Regions from separate parts of the Mus musculus genome. Here region 1 is linked to region 2. The links are chromatin contacts, called in public HiChIP or PLAC-seq maps. All regions are on one chromosome and are shown on one strand. Each heading gives the region's core, a stretch centred on a gene start, on an enhancer-like site or on the middle of the called end of the contact. The rest is flanking DNA. Distances are from core to core; before and after follow the strand shown.

Region 1 (5,953 bases), core at 1,658-4,157, 510 kb before region 2:
TTGCAAAGGTCGCTCACATTTTACCCTCCAAATGCTTCCAGAAAACATGAATATGGAAAATTCCAAACTAGACCCACTGAAGAGTATTAAATATCCCCATTAACAGACGAAAATAGCAACTTTGTATATAAATACCCTACACTGTCTACAAACATGGATACTTTAAAAAGGAATATGAATGGTGAAAATTTTTAACTTGTGGCATCTTACAATACTTAAAAATCCAAAAGTTTATGTGAGCCAGCTTTCCATAACTATAATGAATTACTTGAGGTAATATATGTATAAAGAGAAAAAGGTTTGTTTTGACTGGTGGACTTAGAGTCTGTTTTGGTTCATGGTTGAGTGGTCCTACTACTTTCGGTCTCTGGCAATATAGGGCATCCTGGCAGGAGTATGTGGCAGAACACACTTCACCATCATTTCATCAGACAGGAAAAAAAACAAAACAACAACAACAAAAAACAAAACAAACAAACAAAACAAAACGTGGCCTTCATCCCACGGTGCCCTTCAAGGGCATTGCACACCCACAATAACCTAAAGGCCTGTGATGGTTAGCTTTAATTGTCAATTTAACACAACCTAAATAGAATCCCTTGAAAACAGAGTTGAAATTGGTTTAGACTGTGGACGTGTGCCTGGGAAATTGTCTTAATTAAATTAGTTGATATGGAGAGACCCAGCCCAAAGCACCATTCCCTAGGCAAACCATCCTGAACTGCTCGCGTGAGCTGGGCACAAGCATGTACATATTGATGTCTCTCTGCTCTTGACTGTGGATCTGACTAGATATTTGACATTCCCGCCTTGACTTCTCTGCACTGATGAACTGTAACCTGGAATTGATGGCTGAAATGAATCCCTTATCCCTCAAGTTATTTCTTTGTCAAGCATATTTCATCAAAGCATCAGAAATGAAGCCAGAGCAGACCTCGGCTCCTACAGGGCCTCCCACTCCCCAACCCTTGTCACACCAAGGAGCAAAGCTTCTCCATGCAGACTTAAGGGGATGCCACCCAGGATGAAACCACAGCAGAATGTGTTAGCATTTTTTCACGAGTCACTCACAGACCTGCACCAGCTGTTGCCAAACTGTCTCCCGACACTGTTCCCCACAACCTCCGCCCCCACTCCCTGTACCAGATGTCTGCCCACCAGTGTTGAGCCTTCTCTCCTTCTGTCCCCACCCCCACTCCCCCAGGTGATGCTTGCTGACAGGAAGGGAACGGAGGAACTGTACGCCATCAAGATCCTGAAGAAGGACGTGGTGATCCAGGACGACGACGTGGAGTGCACCATGGTGGAGAAGCGCGTGCTGGCCCTGCTGGACAAGCCGCCATTTCTGACACAGCTGCACTCCTGCTTCCAGACAGTGGTGAGGACTGTCATTCCTGTCTAACACTACATCATGGTCTCGAGACACTCGGGACTTTAATCCCGTTTCCTTTGGGAACAAACTCACACTGTTCAGCTTTCATTACAGCAGTGGTTACATTATGTTAGAAATAAATAGTCTAGAGATGATTGGTGTTGGTGGGCACGTGGGCATGGAATAAATACAAATACCAAACCACTTTAAATAAGGGGCCTGCACGTGGGAGGATCTGGGTGTCCATTAAGGTCCTCCAAGTGGCTGTACGTGAGAGGTCTTCTTCCTGTAGGCCCTGGGCTAAGACTTTCGCAAAGCAGTTGTGGATTCACAGCCCTGCCTTCTCTTTTTAAGCAAACCAGGCTGGCCTTGAACTCAGAGATCTGCCAGCCTCTGCCTCCCACATGCTGTGATTAAAGGTGTGTGCCACCATAGCTAGCCAGCCCTGCCTTTTACAGACAACCCCCTCCCCCATCCTGCTGCTGCCACGCCCAGCATTGGTGTGCCAGGACACTTTGTTTTCTGAGGAGCTGTCTCTGTATAATGACACAGCAGGAGGAGCAAGCTGTGACCTGTCCAGCAGCCCGAGAGCTGTGAGAAAGGTCACAAGAAATAAGCCCAGATTATAATATTTCCTCGCATATGAAATTCAAAATTTAACATTCTAAGGACAAAGCTACACCCCTCCACTTTCCTGTCACCCACAGCAGCTTCCCGACTGTGAAGGCTGTGAGGAGTTGTAAGAAACACACAAACCTTGCCCCTACAATCTGACCGTTTACAGGAAAAAGTTCTGCTGACCTTAGGCGCAAAGTAAAATGTAAAAGAAATGTTCAAACTACAAAGACACCAGCTGTGGGGCTTCCTGGTCTCCCCACACTGACATGCATTCTAAGATGCAGCGATGAGCTGAGGGGTTCCCCACCTCCAAGCCCCACTCTCCAAGCAGCCGCTGTCAGATCTCACTCCCCTGACAGCTAGTGTTACAGTCACCGTCTCATGTAAAACTTCCCTGTGATGGAAAAATGATCCGTGCTTAGGCCTCTCCTTTTAAAATCTTGGGGAACAAGATGCCTTGAGAAGCTTGGAGTCTCAAAATGGGGGATTTTTGTGGACTCGGCGTGCGCCAAGCATGCAATGTTGGCAGCGGCCGCTGTGTGTCAGCCTTGCACTGGTCATGCAGTCGGCTCCAGCCCTCTCAGAGCTCCAGAGAGAACTGGTGGGAAGGTTAGGAGGGAGAACACAATCTCAGCCCTGTTCTGTGAGCCCACGGGCACCCGTGCAGCTCTGGAAAACTGCGAAGAAACTGCGAAGAAGGAATTGAATCCAGAGCCGGGGGTTCCCATAGCCACTTCGGGGCTGTTGACACCAGCTCCGTCATCTCTCCCTCCTGGAGCTACACTTGAATGTTTAATAGCCCCGGTGTGTAAGGGGGGTTGCTTTCTAGACTCTAGCAGAGGTCAGCTCTTACCATGCTCTGTTGTGCTGCTGGTTGTCCTCCCATTAAACTGCCTGGCATAATGTCCCCATCTGTCCCAGCATAATGGCCTCATAACTATGCAGACTTACTTGGCTCCATGATATATGCTCTCCGTGGGGCCAGCTCTTAGCATACCAGTGACAGAAAATATTTAGAAAAAGGCAATATTTGAGCACATTCTGGAGGCAAAAGAACATTGATTAAAATCTCCTTTTATGGTGAACCCCTCTCTTCCACCCACTAAATATCATTACATGTGCGTAATTTATGAGTTCAATATAACCCCAAAAGATATGTTTTCAGAAGCATCCATTTACGCACCTTACTGCATTAGCCCAGCATAGCTCCTGGAAGTCGCAGGCTATCTTTTACGCATGCGCACCATTGATAACAGGGGTTAAGATGGAATGACAGGCCCCGTATAGGGTCTTCATATCACCCCTGATTGAGAGACGAACTGTCCGTACGGGGAAGTCTGTGTGGGGGAAGGGAAAGAATGTTTGAGGCCTTTACTGTAATGAGGTGCATAACTACCAGTAGGCTGACCTGTTAGCAGCGTCCGTCACCTGCAGATGTACGGATGCACATTATCCCCCACTCAGTGAAGAGCAGATCTGTCAAGGTCACCCTGTGTTTGCTAATATGAAAGCAAAGCTGATAAGCTCTGCTGGGGAGGGACCCTCCTCACGTGTAAACCTTGGTCTCCAGGACCGGCTGTACTTCGTCATGGAATACGTCAACGGCGGGGACCTCATGTACCACATTCAGCAAGTCGGGAAATTTAAGGAGCCACAAGCAGTGTGAGTAATCTTTATTAACATTTTTCTTTCTTTCTTTTTTTTTTTTTTATTTTGAGTCTTGAAATTCAAACAGCCTAATTCTCCCAACTGAGAACTCCTTCTAGATACTATGTCCAAGGGCAACTCTGCTCACTTGGGTCTCAGCTCTGAAACTTCCCAGAGTAGCAGCTGAGCCAACAGGACCTGTGCATAATAGGTATGTCTTAGGACCAGTGATTCTAGTCTCAGCAGACTGGACATACGGACGCCTGCCTCCCCATCACCTACTAACACCCGTATGGATGGAAGCCTTCCCTGCTTGCTGCTCATCCAGCAAGAGTGTAAAGTGATGAGAGGCCCTTGGGCAGCCCATGCTCTCATTAGCAAAAGCCATCCAACAGTCCTGACACATTGCTGAAACAGTGCAGGTCAACACAGGGTACCACTAACACTCCAGAGTCGGAGAGTGGGTGCAGCACAAAACTGGGGGATGCCCAACCCAGAGATGAGAGGTGCCTGCCAAGGAAAGGATATGGAGCCAAGTCCAGGGGGTGACCTTCAGCTTAGGTGACATGAGGTGGTGGGGGAGGCTGGACAAAGAAGTGCAAAGCCTGCTGGGAGGGCAGCCTATGAGGATGGCAGAGAGAAGGGCTTGATCCCACAGAAGTTCTGACAGAGCCTACTGGCTGAGACAAGAGGAAAAGTAAGGAAGGGGCCGGTGCAAGGGGACCCCTGGGAACCACGGCAGGGAAGAAAAAAATTGAGCTGAAAGTAGGTCTTTATTTACAAGGAACATTCTGGAAGAGGAAAAGCCAAAGTGCAAGAGAAGGAAAACCTCTTTAAAGTGACATCACAGGCCAGGGGGAGGACACTGTCCAGGAGGAGGGAAGCTTGTCCTCGAACATCACACTGGGATTGCACCTTCCTTGTGGGAATGCAGGAGCAGAGAGCAGGCAGGAACCTGAGGAGTTAGCCATCCACGGGGTGGGGGTGGGGCACGGGTACCTGCGCTCTTTCCCATCTCCTGGGATCCAGAAAGTCTGCAACTTAAATAGAAGCAAACTGAGCAGAGAGCTCTTTTCCAGACCTAGACGCAGAGGCACAGTGCGCCTGCGCCCATTAGTCAAGTCAGCAAATGGAAACGGGACCCAGGCTCATGCGTGGCCTGAAACATAAATCACGGGAACCCAGAGCCTGTGTGGGATAATCTGCACCATAAAGATTAGCTGGACGAAGATAGGGAGCCCCTTAGGTAAAGGCTTTAAAAAATATAAAGGGGGATTTTTCCTTTTATTTCTACTAAGAAGCAAGTGTATTTCTTTTAGAAACACCGGCCCTTACCCACCCACCTCATTGTATCAGAGTACTGAGATGCTCAGATTGTAAAATAAAGCTGAATAGCCCAAAGCCAGAAGAAAATTAAAGGTGGCAGAGTGGCCATCTTATGTCACAAAGATGGTGCCTCTCCTGAGGCCCTTTCGTATCTGTACTGCAGAAAAGTTAAAAATAAAGGAAACAAGGAAAATAACATGAAAATCACCCACGGTCCTACTCCCCCTCTGCCCCCTACATCCTCCCCCCCACACACCTCCCAGCCCTACCCTGGCCTCCCTGCCAGCCCTCACTAAGCCTCTTCTCTTCGGCTCTCCTCCACTCTGCAGCTACGGTGCTTATTTTAAGCCTCCCGGGTGTATTCACCCAGGCGTGGACTTGTGGCTCCTTGGACTTCAAAGGCTCCCCAGTGCTATGCAAATTTTAAAACATCATTCTGCATTTAATCCGAGCTCCAGATATTAACCTATTAACGATTTTGTAGTGATGGTAATGACTGTTTTTATTATGAATTATTTAAAAGGGCAAACTCGGGCATGAATCATGGAGCGTGTCCCATTTATTCCGTCCGGCACTTCAGAGAATGAATAAAGCAAGCAGCTAGAGCGTACAGCGCACCCGAGGCCTTGTCTTCCGGGAGCGGTTACACTCTCAAACCGCAAACTGCTTCGTCTGTGTGTCGGAGAAAAGCGACCCTTCCCCTCAACTACCCTCCTGACACAGGGGGGTCTCACCAGTGTTCATTCCTTACGTCTTTATATTAGGAATTATTTTGTAGGGAATAAGTGAGCTCCTCACTTCCCCCAGAAACAAAAAAATAAGCTTTTATAACTGGAGAAATGAAGAGGCAGGTGCAGATGCAGAGCCAGCTGTGGAAAGCACGTGAAGGGTGATCTCAGAGAGCGTTAGGATCTCTCTGTCTCTCTCTGTCTCTGTCTCTGTCTCTGTCTCTGTCTCTCTCTCTCTCTCTCTCTCTCTCTCATCCCTCCG
Region 2 (5,256 bases), core at 2,530-5,029:
AGATGAACCCAGGTCTTTGAGCAGGATGGGAGCTCTCCAGCCCCCGTCCCACCCAATATAACCATTTTGGACAAGCTGTCCATACCGAGTTCGGAGTAACTAGACATTTGCATAGGATCGATGAATCTTACACTGATTCTTGTCGCTCCCTCTTCAACACAGCCAAATGCTGGATGGTGGAGGATGGATGCATTTAATCAGGGAGACCAAGAATCCTATTCTTACCCTTCAGTGACTCACGTAACTGCGTGCCATCTGTCCTGTGACACCTTTGCTTTCCCTGTGCTCCACCCTCATTTTTACATTCGATGACGGATAACTGCAGATTTTCCATCTTTGATGGAATTTCTTATCAACCAACCATTATCGTGATAGCATCGACTTTCATAGGCTTAAAAGAAACAAGGGTATGGCTAGTGGCATGTGCACAGCCAGAGCTACACCGAAACACTTGAAACTCTTTCTTGATTTTTTTTTTTTTTTTTTTTTTTTGGTTTTTCGAGACAGGGTTTCTCTGTATAGCTCTGGCTGTCCTGGAACTCACTCTGTAGACCAGGCTGGCCTCGAACTCAGAAATCCACCTGCCTCTGCCTCCCAAGGGCCAGGATTAAAGGAGTGTGCCACCACTGACAGGCCTCTCTCTTGATTTTTTTGTTTGTTTGTTTTTTTGCTTTTTTTGAGACAGGGTTTCTCTGTATAGCCCTGGCTGTCCTGGAGCTCACTTTGTAGACCAGGCTGGCCTCGAACTCAGAAATCCACCTGCCTCTGCCTCCGGAGTGCTGGGATTAAAGGCATGAGCCACCACTCCCGGCTCTTGATTTTTAAAGATTATTTGTATACAGCATATATGTCTGCAGGCCAGAAGAGGGCACCAGATCTCATTACAAAGCGGAGATGTGGTTGATGAGAATTGAACTCAGGACCTCTGGAAGAGCAGACAGTGCTCTTAACCTCTGAGCCATCTCCAGAAACTCTTGGTGTCCAAAAAAAAAGCCACAAAAACAAATAAACAATAGAAAAACAAAAGAAAGGAAGGAAAGAAGGAGGGAGGAAGGAAGGAAGGGAGGGAGGTAAAATTCTTGTCATTCACTTGTGGCTCCTGAAGGCAGGACTTGAAACACTTGCAAGCAATCACTTTGACCAGTAGATGGCACCCTCTTCCCCAAGACAAATGAGTTATGAATGAACTCTCCCTAACCCCAGACCACGAACCATAGTAATGAATACTAGCCGCCCCTAATTCCCGCCCAGATCGTTTTTATGCCTCCTCTCTTCCTCATTCCATCTGGTCTACATGTTCCCATATGTTCCCTGTAGTATTAATGTTAACACAGGCACCTCTAGTATTATATCCTAACCAATTCAGCATATTGTTATCGGTGTTACTTTCCATAACAGATGGATAGATAGTCAATACTTGGCTTTAAAATAATGTCATGAGGCCGTGGATAGCATGAAGGATTCTCCAAGAAGGCAATAATGGGATGAGCAGAAGGATCAAAGCTGAGAAGTGAAGGTCTTCTGAGGCCATTGGTGTTAAGAAATACTCGTGGACTAAAGTGGGAGAGAAGGTCTTAGAGCCTGGAGCCTCCTGTTGTCACCAAAAGGCTTTCAAGTTGCTATGGTTAAAGCTGTGCTTGCACACTATTAGTGAGACCGGGGAAATAAGGAAGCCAAGTAGAAAGAAAAAGACAATATACTGGGGAAAGTCACCTTGTAATGTGAGGTGGAAGAAAAGTACAGCCAAAAAAAAAAAAAAGAAAAAAAAGAAAAAAAAAAAAAAGAAAAAAATAATCAAAAACAAAACAAAAAAAAAGAAAAAAAGAAGAAAAAAACAAAAAAAAAGAAAAGAAAAGAAAAGAAAAAGAAAAGTACAGCCAGCCAGCAGTGTCTGTGGGTTCCCTGTCAGTGCATCCACTGTCCCACGGATCAAAACATACTCAGAAACCACTAATGTACGGAACACATGGCAGATGTCCTTACTCTCTGAACAATGCGATATAACAACTATTCACATGCCATGCACATTACATTAGATAGTATTAGCAGTCTAGAGATAATTGGAAATACACAGTAGGAAGCCACTGTGAAGATGATTAAGTGCCATTCTGCTAAAAGGAAAAAAGAAAAAAAAATCATCTTGGGTTCTTTTTGTCTCACAAGCTTCCAATTCAACACTATCAGGTCAAATTTAATGATCTACCTTGAAGGACGGTGGTAGCCTACACCTTTAATTCCAGCACTTGGGAGGCAGAGGCAGGTAGGTAGGTCTCTGAGTTCAAGGTCAGTTTGGACTTCAAAGTGAGTTCTAGGACAACCAGGGCTAGACAGAGAAACCCTGTCTCAAAAACAAAACAAAACAAAATTTCTCAGGGTGTTTGGTTTACCTTTAATTAGCTGCTGTAAATATTTCAGAGCCAACTTTGGGAAGCATTTATCTAGAAAATAGTTTTCTTTCTTTGTCTCTCTTTCTTTCTTTCTTTCTTTCTTTCTTTCTTTCTTTCTTTCTTTCTTTACCAGAATATAAGCTATGTTTAGGGTGTCATTTTCCTAGCAGGCTGGATCATGTTCCCTGAGCTCTAAACTTGGGTCATCTGGACAACATTAGCCAGAGCCCACCCTCATTATGTTGATTAGTGACTTATTGAGCATCATTTTAACATACTATACCATTGAGGCCTGCAGAGTCTGCATTGCCCAATGCAAGCTCTATGGGTGAATGTGGGTCTCCAGAACTCACAAATGCACACACACACACACACACACACACACGTTTGTGTGAACATATGCATCTATGTTTGAGAGCCAGTGATGTTTACACATTATCCTCCTATAGGCAGTGGATGCACTTTTTTCCTCCATTTTTAGGAAAACAAGCTAAAAAAAAAAAAAAAAAAAAAAAAAAACAAACCAAAACCGAATGCCAGACAAATGAAAACCAGACTTCAGCAGTTACATGCTGCTTCCTGAGTAACTAAAGAATGTGCTTCTTGTGGTTAAAATGAGAGATCTGTTTAATATGGATGAAATACCAACACCCCGGGCATTTTTATTGACATTTCACTGTGACTTTTTGAACTTAGGAGTGCTGACACGAAAACCTATTCTTTCTGCTCTGGGAAGCCTGCAGTTGGGATTGCAGAGAGCCAGGGAGAAAGAGGTAGCAGGCAATGCTTCTCTCTCTCTCTCTCTCTCTCTCTCTCTCTCTCTGTGTGTGTGTGTGTGTGTGTGTGTGGTTGCGAGCGCGCACGCATTTTTACTCTGTTTTCACCAACACTGCTGCAGAACTCCGCCTTGAGAGCATGTTAGAAAAACCCATTCTAAAACCATCATTTCTCTTGCTCCGGCCTTGCTTACTCCATCAGAGAGAAAAAAATGTTCGCTGTGAGCATTTGTAAACACGCCCCCAGCCCCAAAGTCAAGGGGCACTAGTGCACTTTGGAAACGGTTTCCAAAGCGACTAAGTAGAGAGCCCTATGGCACCCAGGTTACATTTGAAAACAGATCCAACGTTGTAAGAGTCCAGGATAGCTTCTTTGCGATTCTCTGTTCTCTTTGCGTTAGCTGTTCTAGGTTCTGGGACAGCCCTGGCGTCTGGCAGCAGACGGGAGAGACATGCTGTTTTGTTTAAATCCTCCACATTCTTTGCCATTTCCCCATTGGCCGGATGGGGCTACCCTCCCCGCCGCGGCCGCTGCTGATGTCAGCCTCGTCGCTCTCGCTCCTCCCGCACCCACCTCCCTGCCCCAGGCACACTGCAGCTCGGCGCGGACTCTCCAGTCGCGGCGAGGTGGCTGCAAACTCACGGGCACGCACGGCGCTCTCAGAGCCGAGGGACTCGGGGGAGGGGACGCGCGCAAGCCGCTGGCAGCCAACCGCCTAGGTTGAAGACACCCGGGGCCCAGAGCAGGGCAGAGCCTTGGCGGCTGCGGCTTCCCTTTTCTCTCTCAGCTGAGCTCCGGAGAGACTCGGGGACTGGCCCTAAAAAAGAGCAGGAAATCTTGTTTACCGCCCGGGGAGAGGAGCCCATCGAGCCTTTGTTTGGAAAGTCAGCATCGCCTGCTCCCGCGGCAATGTGTTCCTGGTGACATTAACCCACGGTAGACGGGTAGGAGAAAAAGGGGGCTCGCCAGGTTCAGCTCTGCTTTCGGAGGAGGATCCAGAGGAGACTTTTGTGCGTTTGTTTGAATTTGTGGAAATCCCTTTTCCTCCTCCTTTTGCCTCTCTTGCCCGCCGCCGGGCATGTCCTGATCTGGTGGCCGCGCCTACCAGCCCGGGGCTGCTGATCCGAGCTGTCTCCCGCGGGTCTCCCTCCCTCAGTGCCTGACTTTGCAATACCGAGAGGGCTGATCTCTGCGAGGAAGGAGGCGGGGGAGTCACAGACACCGGGACCCGAAGCTTGACATGCTCCGGGGCGGACCGGAGGCAGTTAGGAGCTGAGCGCACCACCGGGGCTGCTTCGCTTGCCGGTTCCCAGCGTCTTTGCCCTCCTCTGGGCTCCAGCCTTGCTCATCTGTTGGGACGCCCCCTTCTTTCCCGAGGTCTGCGGCCGGCAGGAACATGCTGCTCAAGGAGTACCGAATCTGCATGCCGCTCACCGTGGACGAGGTAGGCACCGCGCCCGGCCTCGCCCGCTCCGGGTCCCCAGCCGCCACCACTCGGCCGGCGGGTCCACTGCGTGCGGCGGGGAAACCCTGGCGCCCAAACCTGGAGGCTGGAGGGGGAGGAGGCAGGGGATTCGCTGTTCCCACTCGTCACCCCAGCAGAGGAAAGGCGGCGTGGGGGTGGGGCGGGGGAGTCCAGGTGAGCTCTTCGGGGACATCTAGAATCAGATTCCTGGGGACCACAATGCGTCACAGGGAGCTGTTGCGCCCCCTCCCTCCAATTAAGCAAATGCACAGAGTATAAGAGCCCAAGCATGCTCTGCAGCCGGAGTATCGGGGTAACCGGCCGTGGTGGTAGCCACTGTCCCCATGTCCTCTTTACAAGGTGGGCTTGCAGGGACAAATTCCGCGCGGGTGGGATCTGCAGACCAGAGTCCCGCCTTGGGGGCATGTGGGAGGCCTGGAGAGGGTCCGTTTAGAACCCGACTTCTTGTCGCCTCCGGTCTAGGCGCTGGCTCCTGCCCAGCCGAGCATCCAGGCTCCCTCCGCGATCTGGATTGTCCTTTGCTGACCGCCTGGCTCGGAAACTTTCTGCGTGTCTCGTTCCTTCCGCGGCGGGGAGCGTGGTCTTAGGAAGAGCCCCAGTGGTGGG

What was found. HiChIP or PLAC-seq counts read pairs in DNA pulled down with a chosen protein or histone mark.
Region 1: a contact with region 2 is called in an H3K4me3 HiChIP or PLAC-seq map of embryonic stem cells, with 5 times the contacts expected there. The contact joins the enhancer-like site here to the promoter of Pitpnc1 in region 2. A contact is called at or near these places in 1 of 39 promoter capture datasets (stem cell-derived epiblast-like cells), 1 of 15 datasets of contacts at CTCF or cohesin (stem cell-derived epiblast-like cells), 1 of 484 Hi-C or Micro-C datasets (embryonic stem cells) and 3 of 115 datasets of contacts at active chromatin or transcription factors (embryonic hindbrain and embryonic stem cells).

The regions. Positions count from the first base shown.
Region 1 is chr11:107,979,310-107,985,262 of GRCm38.p6, reverse strand. Prkca (protein kinase C, alpha) reads left to right here. Exons shown (of 17, transcript NM_011101.3): 10 at 1,205-1,378; 11 at 3,561-3,652. Among named protein-coding and RNA genes, the nearest start is that of Mir7223, 15 kb to the left of the region's middle. Within about 2 kb of position 2,907, at least 71 of the 459 cell types and tissues checked have an H3K27ac peak or open chromatin away from gene starts, as enhancers often do. A contact at or near this core is called in embryonic stem cells, where this site is marked.
Region 2 is chr11:107,469,243-107,474,498 of GRCm38.p6, reverse strand. It overlaps Pitpnc1 (phosphatidylinositol transfer protein, cytoplasmic 1), which reads left to right and starts at 3,779. Exons shown (of 9, transcript NM_001359616.1): 1 at 3,779-4,608. The coding sequence starts at 4,561.